Linked DNA regions of Mus musculus: region 1 is linked to region 2. The links are chromatin contacts, called in public HiChIP or PLAC-seq maps. All regions are on one chromosome and are shown on one strand. The core of a region is the stretch at or near the end of the contact, and the rest is flanking DNA. Distances in the headings are between cores, read along the strand shown.

Evidence for each region. HiChIP or PLAC-seq counts read pairs in DNA pulled down with a chosen protein or histone mark.
Region 1: an H3K27ac HiChIP or PLAC-seq map of VIP interneurons shows a contact between it and region 2, with 4 times the contacts expected there. The contact joins two enhancer-like sites. A contact is called at or near these places in 4 of 484 Hi-C or Micro-C datasets (the HL-1 cell line, cerebral cortex, cortical neurons and 1 more) and 2 of 115 datasets of contacts at active chromatin or transcription factors (VIP interneurons and heart atrium).

Annotation. Positions count from the first base shown.
Region 1 is chr13:92,914,790-92,920,676 of GRCm38.p6, reverse strand. No RefSeq gene overlaps it. Among named protein-coding and RNA genes, the nearest start is that of Gm31630, 35 kb to the right of the region's middle. Within about 2 kb of position 4,541, at least 29 of the 459 cell types and tissues checked have an H3K27ac peak or open chromatin away from gene starts, as enhancers often do. A contact at or near this core is called in VIP interneurons and heart atrium, where this site is marked.
Region 2 is chr13:92,750,600-92,756,581 of GRCm38.p6, reverse strand. Thbs4 (thrombospondin 4) reads left to right here. Exons shown (of 22, transcript NM_011582.3): 17 at 1-174; 18 at 1,165-1,213; 19 at 1,297-1,493; 20 at 2,142-2,314; 21 at 4,089-4,228; 22 at 4,770-4,996. The coding sequence ends at 4,831. Among named protein-coding and RNA genes, the nearest start is that of Thbs4, 41 kb to the left of the region's middle. Within about 2 kb of position 4,646, at least 55 of the 459 cell types and tissues checked have an H3K27ac peak or open chromatin away from gene starts, as enhancers often do. A contact at or near this core is called in VIP interneurons and heart atrium, where this site is marked.

The DNA.
Region 1 (5,887 bases), core at 3,292-5,791, 160 kb before region 2:
TTATCCTTAGAAAGGAAACCCAGCAGCTGTCAAGACCAGGCAGAGAACACAGAGGGATGAGTCTGGCCAGGAGAACACAAGGGGGATTGGTGCAGACTGTAGAAAAAGAGACCTCAAACTCTATCTATAGTTATTAGAATTCCATTTTATTTTCAAACCATGGAAGTCCAAACAAACAGCATGAGGCTGAGTTTCAACAGAGAAACCACCAGCTAATCTGCAGTAACTGGTCCTAATGCTCCTCACTACATAGCAGGAAATCAAATTTAGACAGAATAAGTAGTTACCTCAAAGTTGTAATACTACTTAATTTATAATACCCTGGTTTAGCGTTTATAATTCCAAGACCAGAGTTCTTTTTTCTTTTTCTTTTTTCTTTTTTTTTGTTCTATATTGGCTCTGGCTCTAGATTAAGACAACAACTTCAAAAACCATCAATAAGAAGCACTTTAAAATGAGGAAGGGTCCACAAATAGTTAGCTCTCATTAAATTAAATGTAGCCAAACTCTTTTATCCCAGAATGTATTTAAACTGAGAAGCCTGGCCCTGGTTGTGAAAGACAGACTGGCAGCTGTTGTGTAAGTCTGTGTCTCAGCACTGAACTTAACAAGTACAGGAAGCCTGTAATCACATAGTCACACCTGACTCAGAGCCCTGACACAGTCACTTTCCAGTCACCGTGAGGCTGGAGGCCAGCCTTCTTGCATCCTGAGAAATGATATTGGCCCAGCAGCAAAACCTGGTGGGAGTCATGTCTGACAGACAGGCCCAGCCAGCCATGTCGTGGACCCTTGTGCAGCGGCAGCATTTGACTGTGGTGGCCCTTTACTGCTTTTACTTCTACCTCGAAGGGATGGTTGATTCCATAAGAAAGGAGGAGTGTGGCATTGTGATGAGGACCCATCCTCTTGGCTGCTTTGCTAATTAACAAACATTTGCAGGTGCCTACTGTATGCCAGGCACTGCTCTGGAATCTGAGGGACAATTGTGAACAAATAGAAAATGTCTTTGCTTTTGTAAGGTGTATGTCTTAGTGTGGGATTGGGGAGGAGATCAAGGGTAAGTGAGAAGTTGTTCAAATACTGTCTAGTTGAAGGCAGTGGGGGCGAGGGATAGAATGAAGAGAGTAGGAGAGAGCAGTTTAACTAGTGTGTTCAGGGACGACTCATGAGCAAAGACGGGAAGGATGTGAAGCAATAAACTGGACAGATGTGCAGGATTCCATGCAAGACTCCAAGGACCAGGAGGCACCTCGCTAGAGGGAACAGTGTTCCAACAGTGGTAGGAGGTGGTTGACAGAGGCATTGAAGGGACATCAGACATCTGCAGTGGCTTGAATAACATGGCATCTGCTATGGCATAGATTTTTAAAAACATCCTCAGGGATTAAACAAGAGATTAGAGAAAACAAGTAACAACGAGGGACTCCAAGCAATCGGCTTGAGAAACTCAGAGGAGAGGTACCATTTAGGGCTGCCGAGAGAATTGGTTGCAAGGAAGGATAGGGACTTGGGGGTGTATTTGGGAACTATTAAGTCGAGATGCTAAACATAATTATGAGTCTGAAGAACATGAGAACAGTCTAGACTCAGGACGGGAATTTAGGATAACATTGTGATGGTTTGTATGAACTATCCACATGACAGGATATAAAGTTGTCTTTGAGGCAAATCTCTGGGCATGTCTATGATGGATTTCTGTGACTACGTTAATTGAGAGCAGAAGACCCACTTTAACTGCTATACCAAATAAAAAAAGAGAAGGCAGCCAGGCACTAGCATCCATCTCCCTTTGCTTCCTGACTGTGGATGCAGCGTGATCAGCTGCCTCAAGCTCCAACCAAACTAATACTCTTGCTGTAACAGGCTGGACCCTTGAAGTACAATCCAGCCTCCCAGCCAACAACTCTGATGATGGCTCCCTAGTTCCTGTGGCCTCAGCTGAAGCCGCCATCTCACCGGTTCCTTTTGTTCAATTTCCCTCTTAGCTGATGTGGCTGACATCTTTCTCCTAGTGGTTGGTGACAACACTCCTACACTAATTCTCCATCCCAGTCCATCCCAGTCCATCCCAGGGAACCACTGCTCAAACACTGATTTAGAGCTACCTGGTACTTACCTGGACAGTTTGGTCATTTGCCCTGAGGTGATGACCATGCCCACCTGGCAGTGTCTGGCAAGGTGCCCAGAACAACAGGCTAACAACAGTCACGGAACACCTGGTAGCAAATCTTTTGAGAGTCAGATTTTCACTGTTCTCCTACTCAGAAGAGGGGAGAAATGGGCCCCACCATGCTCAAGTGGGCAGCCTGTTCCCAGACACCCCAAACTCCAGCCTGCTGTGCCCCATCAGTTCCTCTACCTCTCCTGTCTTGATTGTACTTACCCTGCCCTCTGTCATAGCCACACCTCCACCACTCTCTGCAAGCTCCACATCTGTCTCACAATATGGATCTCTATACTATGGACATTCCATGAATATCAAATTGAACCTAATGAATTGACATTTATCTGAATTTGTGGACTAAGGTCTAGCTTGACTGACCTAAGTGACATTTTGAAGCATTTGCTCTGGTCCAGTGATGACATCCCCAGAATACTATCCATCCATGTAGTCATCAATTTAATAGCTATTTCTAGAATTTACTCTGTGCCAAGCACTAAAAACACAACAGTGAGCAAACCCTTACAGCTCATATTTGCTTATGAATAATAAGCAAATAATTAAATAACTATGAAGCCTGCCATGGGGAGAAGTTACACTCTGATGAGGAAAGTAAGGAAGGTGGCATCTGAACAGAGTGACCAGGGACATCTCTGAGGAAGGAATATTTAAGAGGAAACATTAAATGACTAAAAACCAGTTGTGGGAAAGGTAGGAATATTGCAAACCAGGAAGGATCCCTCGAGAGGGAAAGGGGTTGGCTTTTTGAGAAAACTGTTGTGAATGGGGCAGAGGGAGATGGGCTGTGATGGAGGGGATGGGGCAGGGAAGGGCAGAGGAAGATGGGCTGTATGAGGGATGGGGTGGGGCAGTGACATTGCATGTTGAACAAGAAACTGTTTAAGAATCTTGTTCTTGGGCATGTGTGGTGATATGTAGCGAGGATTTTGGTTTCTTTGAGAATCATGGAAATAGGATTTGTTTTCATCTTAATTCCAGCTGTGAGAATGTGCAGCTGTTTCAGATTGTGCACAGCAGCTGACTGTGATTTGCCTCATGCTCTAGCAGGAGTGTGGCTTTTCTAGCTGCAGATAGTTTCTATGAATGTGTGATGTTCGTAATTCTGGGAACTTTTTGGAGGGTATAGAAATGCTAGAGCCCTGAGAGGTTGGTTATTGGCTATTGGTTGGTTGCTGTTGGTTGCTGTTGGCTGTTGGTTGGTTGCTGTTGGTTGGCTGTTGACTGTTGATTGGTTGCTGTTTGTTGCTGTTGGCTGTTGGTTGGTTGTTGTTGGTTGCTGTTGGCTGTTGGTTGGTTGCTGTTGATTGCTGGTGGTCGCAGTTTGTTAAGTGGTCATGCGCAAAGAAGAAATTAGATGCCCTGATGGAGAAGATCAAACTTGCCTCAAGGAACTCAACACCCCTAATCAGCAGGAAGTAGTCTAATGATAACGTCACCCCCTTTCCTTTCTATCCTTTTTTCTCTCCTGTATAGTCTTTGGGGGTTAAAAGAGTGAAAAAGGATAGAAGGAAGAAGAACCCACAAAGTAGCAAAACCAGCTACAGTGGCGTGAGCTTTGACTCCCAACACTTAGGAGGCAGGGGTAGGTGAACTCCGTGAGTTCCAGTCCAACCAAGACTACATAGTGGGATCTTGTCTCAGAGAAAAATCTCATTCTTGGGCTCATGGAGGAAGAAGTTTATGGGTGATGTGAACTAGAGGTTGTTACAAAAAATGGTGACAGACAATGCAGATGAGAACGGGTACCTCTCTTCCATGTTTTTTCCATGGAGAGGAGATCCAGCAGAACTTCTAATAGCATTCCTACTCTGAGAAAAAACTGAAGGAAAAAAGAAAGAATGGTTTGGGATCCAATCTGCTTGAATACTGATGCTTGTAGCAGAAAAGGGAACGGCTGAGGGAAGAGAGCAGGACTGGGGAAAGAACGAAGTGTTCCCATTTGGAAATGTTACAGTTGGGAAACTTGAGAGCCTTCTGTGACACAGCCAGGTACAGTCAGCTCCTTCCTTGGGCCTGCCCTGACTATGAAAACCCAAGACTCTGTTGAGATTGCCTGAAGTTCTTGGGGCTGAGGAGAGCCTTGGAAGGAAAGGCCTGCTGGTCTGGGAGTGAATAAGCTCTGAGAAAACTAAGAATAAGGAAACCTTGTCTCCAGTTGAGCAGACATCCAATGTTCTTGGAAACTAAGGCACGGGAGCTGGAGTGTCTGCCACTAGGGAGGAGAGGTGTTACCCAATAAGGAAGGCAGCCCCAGGCCAGCTCTCAGCTCCATTTCATGAAGGGTCTCTGGTCCTACATGCCACAGGGATGGAAACCAGATTTAAAAGGGAGCTAGGACCTGCCAGCTGGGTACTGTTCAGACATCTGTGGACAATCAATGGGCCTCTTCTGTATTCAGTTCTGCTCACAAGTCCTGATTCACACTAATAAAGGAAGCCTTTCTATTGACCGCTGTCCTGTCAAATCCACGGTGTGCTTTAGGGCTTGCTGGGCTCTGGGGAAACCCTGTAAGATGGAAGGCACTGAGCCCACTACCCACTTCTTGTAGGCAAGGATTAGGATCACTAAAGTCCTGTCCACTGTCACCCTGGGTCATAGTATACCTACCCCTTAGTCCTGGTGACCTCTGCTCTGAGACTGTGCACTCTGTGTCTCCATCAGGATGAATGGAACCCTTTTTCTCCCACTGTTCTGTGCTGATTAAGATTGCTGTGAAACATGACCTTCATCACTGCTGTGTTCCCCTGTGATAAGACTGTTCTCATTAGCCACGGGGTACTATATAACTGGACAAGATCCCATACCAAAATAGAACTTGGATCCATGGCCTGCAGTGACCTGCCCAGGACACCAGCCTCTGACCTACAACAGAGTCTGTAGCCTGTTCTGTATAGCTAACCTTACAACGAGCCAGATTGCTATCCTTGGTGACAATCCAGGAAGCTCAGCATTAGCTCTCATAACTGCCAACCCCATATGTCCAAGACTCAACTAATAGCTGACTAATACCTAATAATTTTGCTGACTTTTTCCCTGTATCCAAATTAGGACACCCACCTCCAAGAAAGCCAAATAGGAACCAAGCCATCCACATGGAGTCCCCTGTTTCAGATGGGCTACCACCTACAGCCACTACCTCCCTGCAGATTCCCATGGTGTCTGATACTGTATGCCTTTTTCCACTTCTCTTCCTGCCATTGAATTTGATGGTGTCCAGTTCCCTAGATATATTACCTCCTTTGAGATGCCATTTTTAAAGCCATTTATTGGCATTTCCTCCGTGAAGTAATAGTGAGTAACTATGTTGAGTGCTAGTATAAAGCATCAAGGAGCTGTAACAAAGACCCCCCCAAACACTGTGGTCCAAGAATGGCAGATTATATTCCTTCCTGCAGTTGTTTCTTAGGAGAGGGGCATTGTCAAGGGTGGAAGGTGACTCTCCTCAAGAATGTATTGGGACCCAGATTCACTTGTCCTCATTATTCTATTTGACCTCACTTCCCTAGTGGAACTGGCTTAGCCTCACTGTACCTGTAGTTTGGGTTTCCTGTCCACTGCCACAAGAAGGAGGGAAGGGGGCTGCAGATGAGTAGCTGCCCCATCTAGGATGTGGTCAGAAATTGGCCGCATCAGTTTCTCCTACACCTGGCAGAGCTGAGCCTCGTGGCTTCTGCCAGGTGCCAAGGAGGCTGGGACACAGAG
Region 2 (5,982 bases), core at 3,397-5,896:
GGGGTAGGAGATATCTGTGAAGCTGACTTCGACCAGGACCAGGTCATCGATCACATTGATGTGTGCCCTGAGAATGCGGAGATCACCCTGACTGACTTCAGGGCCTACCAGACAGTGGTCCTGGACCCTGAAGGGGATGCTCAGATCGACCCCAACTGGGTGGTCCTGAACCAGGTACGCAGTGCATGTTGACAGCAGCTCCACTCAGCCCCTGGGCCTAGGACATCCTGGGAATGGCGGGTCCCATATGGAGGGCATTGACTCCCAGGTGGCTACTCTCTTGGCATATGTTCCATCTCGTGGCCTTGAGTCACTATACTTTTCTTGGATGTTGAAATCCACTTTCCCCCAAAACCTCTGTGGTTGCTCATGGTGGCACTTCGGAAGGTGGCTGAGATGGCTGGAATAAGAGCCCTGGCAATGTGATCCATGAGCCTCACTCGTCATCTTTCCAATAGACTGCCCCCTGTGAGTGCCCCTAAGTATGCCACTGAAGAAGAAACAGACTAGTGGAGTTTCCAAATTCACAAAGCTCATCGCAGTGGCCCTCGTTTCATTGCTGTTGCTGTGACAAAATATTATGACCAGAGAAACGTAGAGGAGGAAGTGTTTCTTTCTGCTCACAATTCCAAGTTACAGTCCATTGTTTGGGGGAAGTCAAGGCAGGAACTTGAAGAAGCTAGTCATATTGCATCCACAGCCAAGAGCTGAGAGAAATGCATGTGTGTATGCCTCGTACTCTGCACAAGTTCTCTTCTCACATAGTCCTAGACCAAACCCAGCAAATGGTGCCAGTCTTCCCACACCAACTAACATAATCAGGACAATTACCCCACGGATGTGCACATGGGACAACCTAGTCTAGACAGTCCGTCATCAGGAGTCTCTTCCCAGGTGATCTACATTGCATTGAGCTGACAAAGCAAACCAGCCGTCACAGTGTCCCTCAGAATGTATGCCATAGCCTGCCTGGCTTGGGGTTTATTAAGTCAGCTTATGTGGCAGTATTAGCGAAAGCCATACACTCACCTCCTTTAAGTCAATATCAAACAGAGCAATGCTTGTTCTGTACTGGACACAGTCACCTCGGTGCCTGAGGTTATGGGCTGCCCCAAGTTCTCTCAGCTCCCCTCAAGTCCTGAACGTCTTCCCCTCTCTCCACAGGGCATGGAAATTGTGCAGACCATGAACAGTGACCCTGGCCTAGCTGTTGGTACGTCCTGGGCCTCTGGCTGTGTGTGTAGAATTCAGTCAGCTGTTAGTGTAGCCTCTTCTAATTGCATTTCCTCTCCACAGGGTACACGGCATTTAACGGAGTTGACTTTGAAGGGACCTTCCACGTAAACACCCAGACAGATGATGACTATGCTGGCTTTATTTTTGGTTACCAAGACAGCTCCAGCTTCTATGTAGTCATGTGGAAGCAAACGGAGCAGACATACTGGCAGGCTACACCGTTCCGTGCAGTAGCAGAACCTGGTATTCAGCTCAAGGTAATGGCAGTTTGAATCCCCATGCCTTCTTTTCTTCTAGACCCTTCACCTTCCTTTATGTTTAGAGTTCCCCTAAAAGTCACTAAGTTAATCTGAGAAACGAGTGCAGTCAAGGAGAAACTTGGCTGGGGAGCCTTGAGCGACAACCTTGCCTGCCTTCTGTTGAGCCTGCACCTTTCAACCTATGCGACTCATACTGCAAATGTCAGGCTGAGTGGGGTCAAAGAGGCGGAGAAGGTTTAAGGCATACCTGAGGCAGACCGTGTTAAAAGCTAGCTAGCCAATGTGTTCAATCAAAGGGATGGACTACACAGGAACAACGGGCTACTTCTTTCACTCCTGCTAGGGCAGGAAGCACACTTCCACAGCCAGACATCCGTTGGGATCCCTCAGTGGGCAAATAGGCAGAGCGACAGATTTGTATCAGGAAAAAGGTAGAGTGAGCAGCATAGTGCCATCCACTGCTAAATTCCCCGGGGCTGGGGCCAGCTCAGTAGAAATGACACTGAAGGTTTATGCTTGTGCCAGCATGAAACTACATACCCTTGCAATGAACATGAGTCCACCTCTATGTTTACCTCAGACACCTGAAGCAGAAAAGGATCTATGTATGTCCTGACCTAACATTTTGCCCATGTCTTTGTCCAGGCTGTGAAGTCTAAAACTGGCCCAGGGGAACATCTCCGAAACTCCCTGTGGCACACAGGGGACACCAGCGACCAGGTCAGGCTGCTGTGGAAGGACTCCAGGAATGTGGGCTGGAAGGACAAGGTCTCCTACCGCTGGTTCCTGCAGCATAGGCCCCAGGTGGGCTACATCAGGTAGGCTGAGGGCCCTTCTGCCGTGGGTGGGGAGGACCAAGCTGCAGAGCTAAGGTACTTCAGGGGGGGCCATGCTTTGGGTGTGCTCTTAGGGAAGTGTGAGGGAGGAGCTGATGAAGGGGACAGCAGAGACGAGATGCTGAGATGGTACCCAGACATTCCCGAGACTCCTCCAGGCCCCATGGAACCTAGTCCACACTGACCAAAGAGCCCCCTTGCAGTCTGTCCTCGCTACTGGGTCATGAGTCCCACAAGGGCAGCCTCTGTGGTTTGGGTCTCACTAGTGTTCATCACAATGCCTGGCACGGACTGTGCAAGAGAGAACTGTTCATCCCGGGACTGGTGTGATGGCCTCGGCTTCTTTATAGGACTGTTTTGTTTCTGTTGCTGCTGTTTTGTGTGTTCAACTGCTCTTGTTGAAATGCAGTCAGGGTTCACGCCCCAGACTTGCAGCACGTGTGTGGTGTGCTCCGGGGTATGTGGGTTGCAGCTTCCTAGCCAGGGTGGGAGGTACCAGGTAGACGGATGCATCTAGTGAAAATAAGGCAGTGAGAGCTGATTCATGCTCTGTTCTCTGTGCCCTTGTGTCACCTGCCTCTGTTCACCACACAGGGAGACCAGGTGTGGCCAGGCCCTTACCTGATGGAGCTCAATGTGCCTTTTCTGTTCCAAAAATGAAATCAGAGCTATAAAAATATGATCCTTCTAAGTATATAATTTTAGAAAAGTCCATCTGAACCCTAAAACTGCAGAGAAATAAGAATTGATTGCTATACAACCAAAGGAAATAGCTCCTTGGAACCATTCCTAGACTCACATGAAGGTGGCATTTAAACACAGAGTAGTGTGTCTGAGAATTAAGTATTACAGTGGTGTTGACAATACCCATACAGGAGCCAACTCTTAATTTTCGAACAGAACGGCATGCTCAGGCACTTCTTGGTTTACCCTGGGGAATTAATTGGGGAGTTTAACTTAAAATCAATGCAGAAGAAAATGATGCTCGGGCTGGAGAGATGGCTCAGTGGGTAAGAGCACTGACTGCTCTTCCAAAGGTCCCGAGTTCAAATCCCAGCAACCACATGGTGGCTCACAACCATCTGCAATGAGATCTGATGCCCTCTTCTGGTGTGTCTGAAGACAGCTACAGTGTACTCATATATAATAATAAATAAATCTTAAAAAAAAAAAAGAAAATGATGCTCAGGGTAAAACGCCATTGCCTCTCCGAGGCGAGGCGCAGCTCACCTTCCCCATGACACTCCACAAGGGTACAGAGCACAGGGCAAGCTTTGGCTAACTCACTCCGGGGTATTGAAGGCTGGCATCCAGGGGCTTCTGTCCCTCAGTGCTACTATGACAACTGAAATTGCCCCCACAACTGCCTAAAGCTACTGATCAAGGCTCTGAGAGTCCACCAGTGAAATCAGCTAGACCAAAGAAGAAAGCGCAGGGCTTCTAGGTACAGTATCCAGAGAAAATAACTCACAAGACAGTGAAGCCACAAAACCACTTGTCCGTGATGTCAAGCTATTTTGTTTTAATTCACCAGCAAGTACCGATCCAGGAACTATGCACCTGACACCATGCTGGGCCTGTTAAAAACCAAGTTAGGGAGCCGTGGACTCTTGGTTCCTGTCCTGGGGAACTTCTAACCTCACTGGGGAGGGACCAACTAGAGTTAGTGGAAAACAACATGTCTGAATAAAGAGGTAAGTACAAGAGTCGGAAGTGGCACCATGTTCCTCACCGTGGACACCTGTGCTCTCTGCAGGGTGCGCTTTTATGAAGGCTCGGAGTTGGTGGCTGACTCTGGGGTCACCATAGACACCACCATGCGTGGAGGCCGACTTGGTGTGTTCTGCTTCTCTCAAGAAAACATCATCTGGTCCAACCTCAAGTACCGCTGCAACGGTAACCTTCATGCTGAGTGCCCCTCAACAGCACAGGGGAGCAACCAAGAAATCTTATTTCTATAACATGCATCCTCCCACCCCGCCCCCCCCCCCCGCCCCAAAGCCTCACCACCACGTGCGTGATGGTGATGTACCCTGCATAACATAAGAGGAAGGCAGAGCCAGGCTTTCCTGCTTCCCAAATCTGAAAATTGAAACCCATAGAATTTAACTGCATGTTTTAGAGTTAGGGGTTCGGTGAGAAATTCCGTCAGTTTAATTTACAGGCAGCCTTTCTTTTTCATTAGACTCAAACATAATCACAGACTAAAAAGGCACTCTGCCTGCTAATTTTCCCTAGGCCTATGAATAAGCCCTGCTGGGCTTTAAGCCAAGGATTTGCAACAAAGCAACCTGAAGTAGAAAATGGCTGCGAGCCTGTGGGAGTCTCAGGCGAGCTGACAGCGCCCCCTACAGGAGGCCTGGGCGGCATGTGGTGGCCATGATTCCAGCCTGGAAGGATCCTCATTAACTAACTACCACCCCGATTCTTGTTGCAGACACCATACCAGAGGACTTCCAGGAGTTCCAGACCCAGAGTTTCGACCGCTTGGATAATTGAGCCAAGAAGCAATCCCACAACTGCCTTCTCAAACACCAAAAGCAACATCTTTTTTAAAACTTCCTATAATTCTCTTTATATTATCATGGCTTTTCTTTTACCAGCCCAAATACGTCAAAACTTTTTATATGAATGTGGAAATAAAGAAGAGACTATTTCTAATAACCATGGTGCTCAGTCGTTTCTAATGGAAGCTCAGGCTTTGGTGATGTGTGTTGTTTTCTGAGGAATCCTTGATAAACTTACCAGATTGGTTTTATTCCCCCACCCCCACCCCCTTGAGTATGTACTGTGTGCCACGGAGCACGGGTATGAACCGGACAGCCAAACCAAAGGTCATTTCTGGGGTGACCCTATTTAGTGCCATGCTAAAGCCTGCTTTCTGTTCACACAGACTCCTCATTCTTGGAATGTAGTCTCCAGGGAAGCCCCCCACCCCCACCCCAGGCTTCGGGAGGAGGTGACATCCTGAGAAACCTGAACTAAGCTTGCCTTGTTCTTCTGACACCCTTCCCTCAGCCTTTCTGTCACCTCCTTCCACAGACACTTACGGATTTGGCTCCCCCTAGCGTCCTGTGAGTCAAATGGAAGAAAACAGATCTTGTCATTCTATGTCTGTCACTGTATTCAGATCCCACAGTACCAGGCAGGAAGCAAACAGCCAGTAAGCATTCGCTGGGCAGTGAAGGGAGAGTGGCTGCCTTTGAGGTAACAAAAACAGTGGGATGTAGGGTCTGGTGACAATGACAGTAGAGCCAGTCACCATGTGTACAGGGCAGAAGCTTTCTGCAGCTGTGTACTAGCCGATACTTTCCAGTAGTCAATCAAGATACCCAGAAATTTTATAAATCCCCTTGAGATTTAATTCTAAAGAAGTTTGGCAATTTATTTTATTATTATTTTATGGTTTTAGATGGGTTCTCATATAAACCAGACTGGTCCCAAACTCTCTGTGTGACCAAAGATCACCGTGAGCTTCTGGTCCTCCTGCCCCGACTTCTTCATACTAGGTTTAAAGGTATGCATCATACCTGGTTTCGTGTCCTGCTAGGTATTGAATTCTAGGCATACTAAACCAGCTGAGCCTCAACCACAGCTCAGCAATGTATTTTTCATTCCCATAATTCCCTAGAGTATCATAAATTATAAAC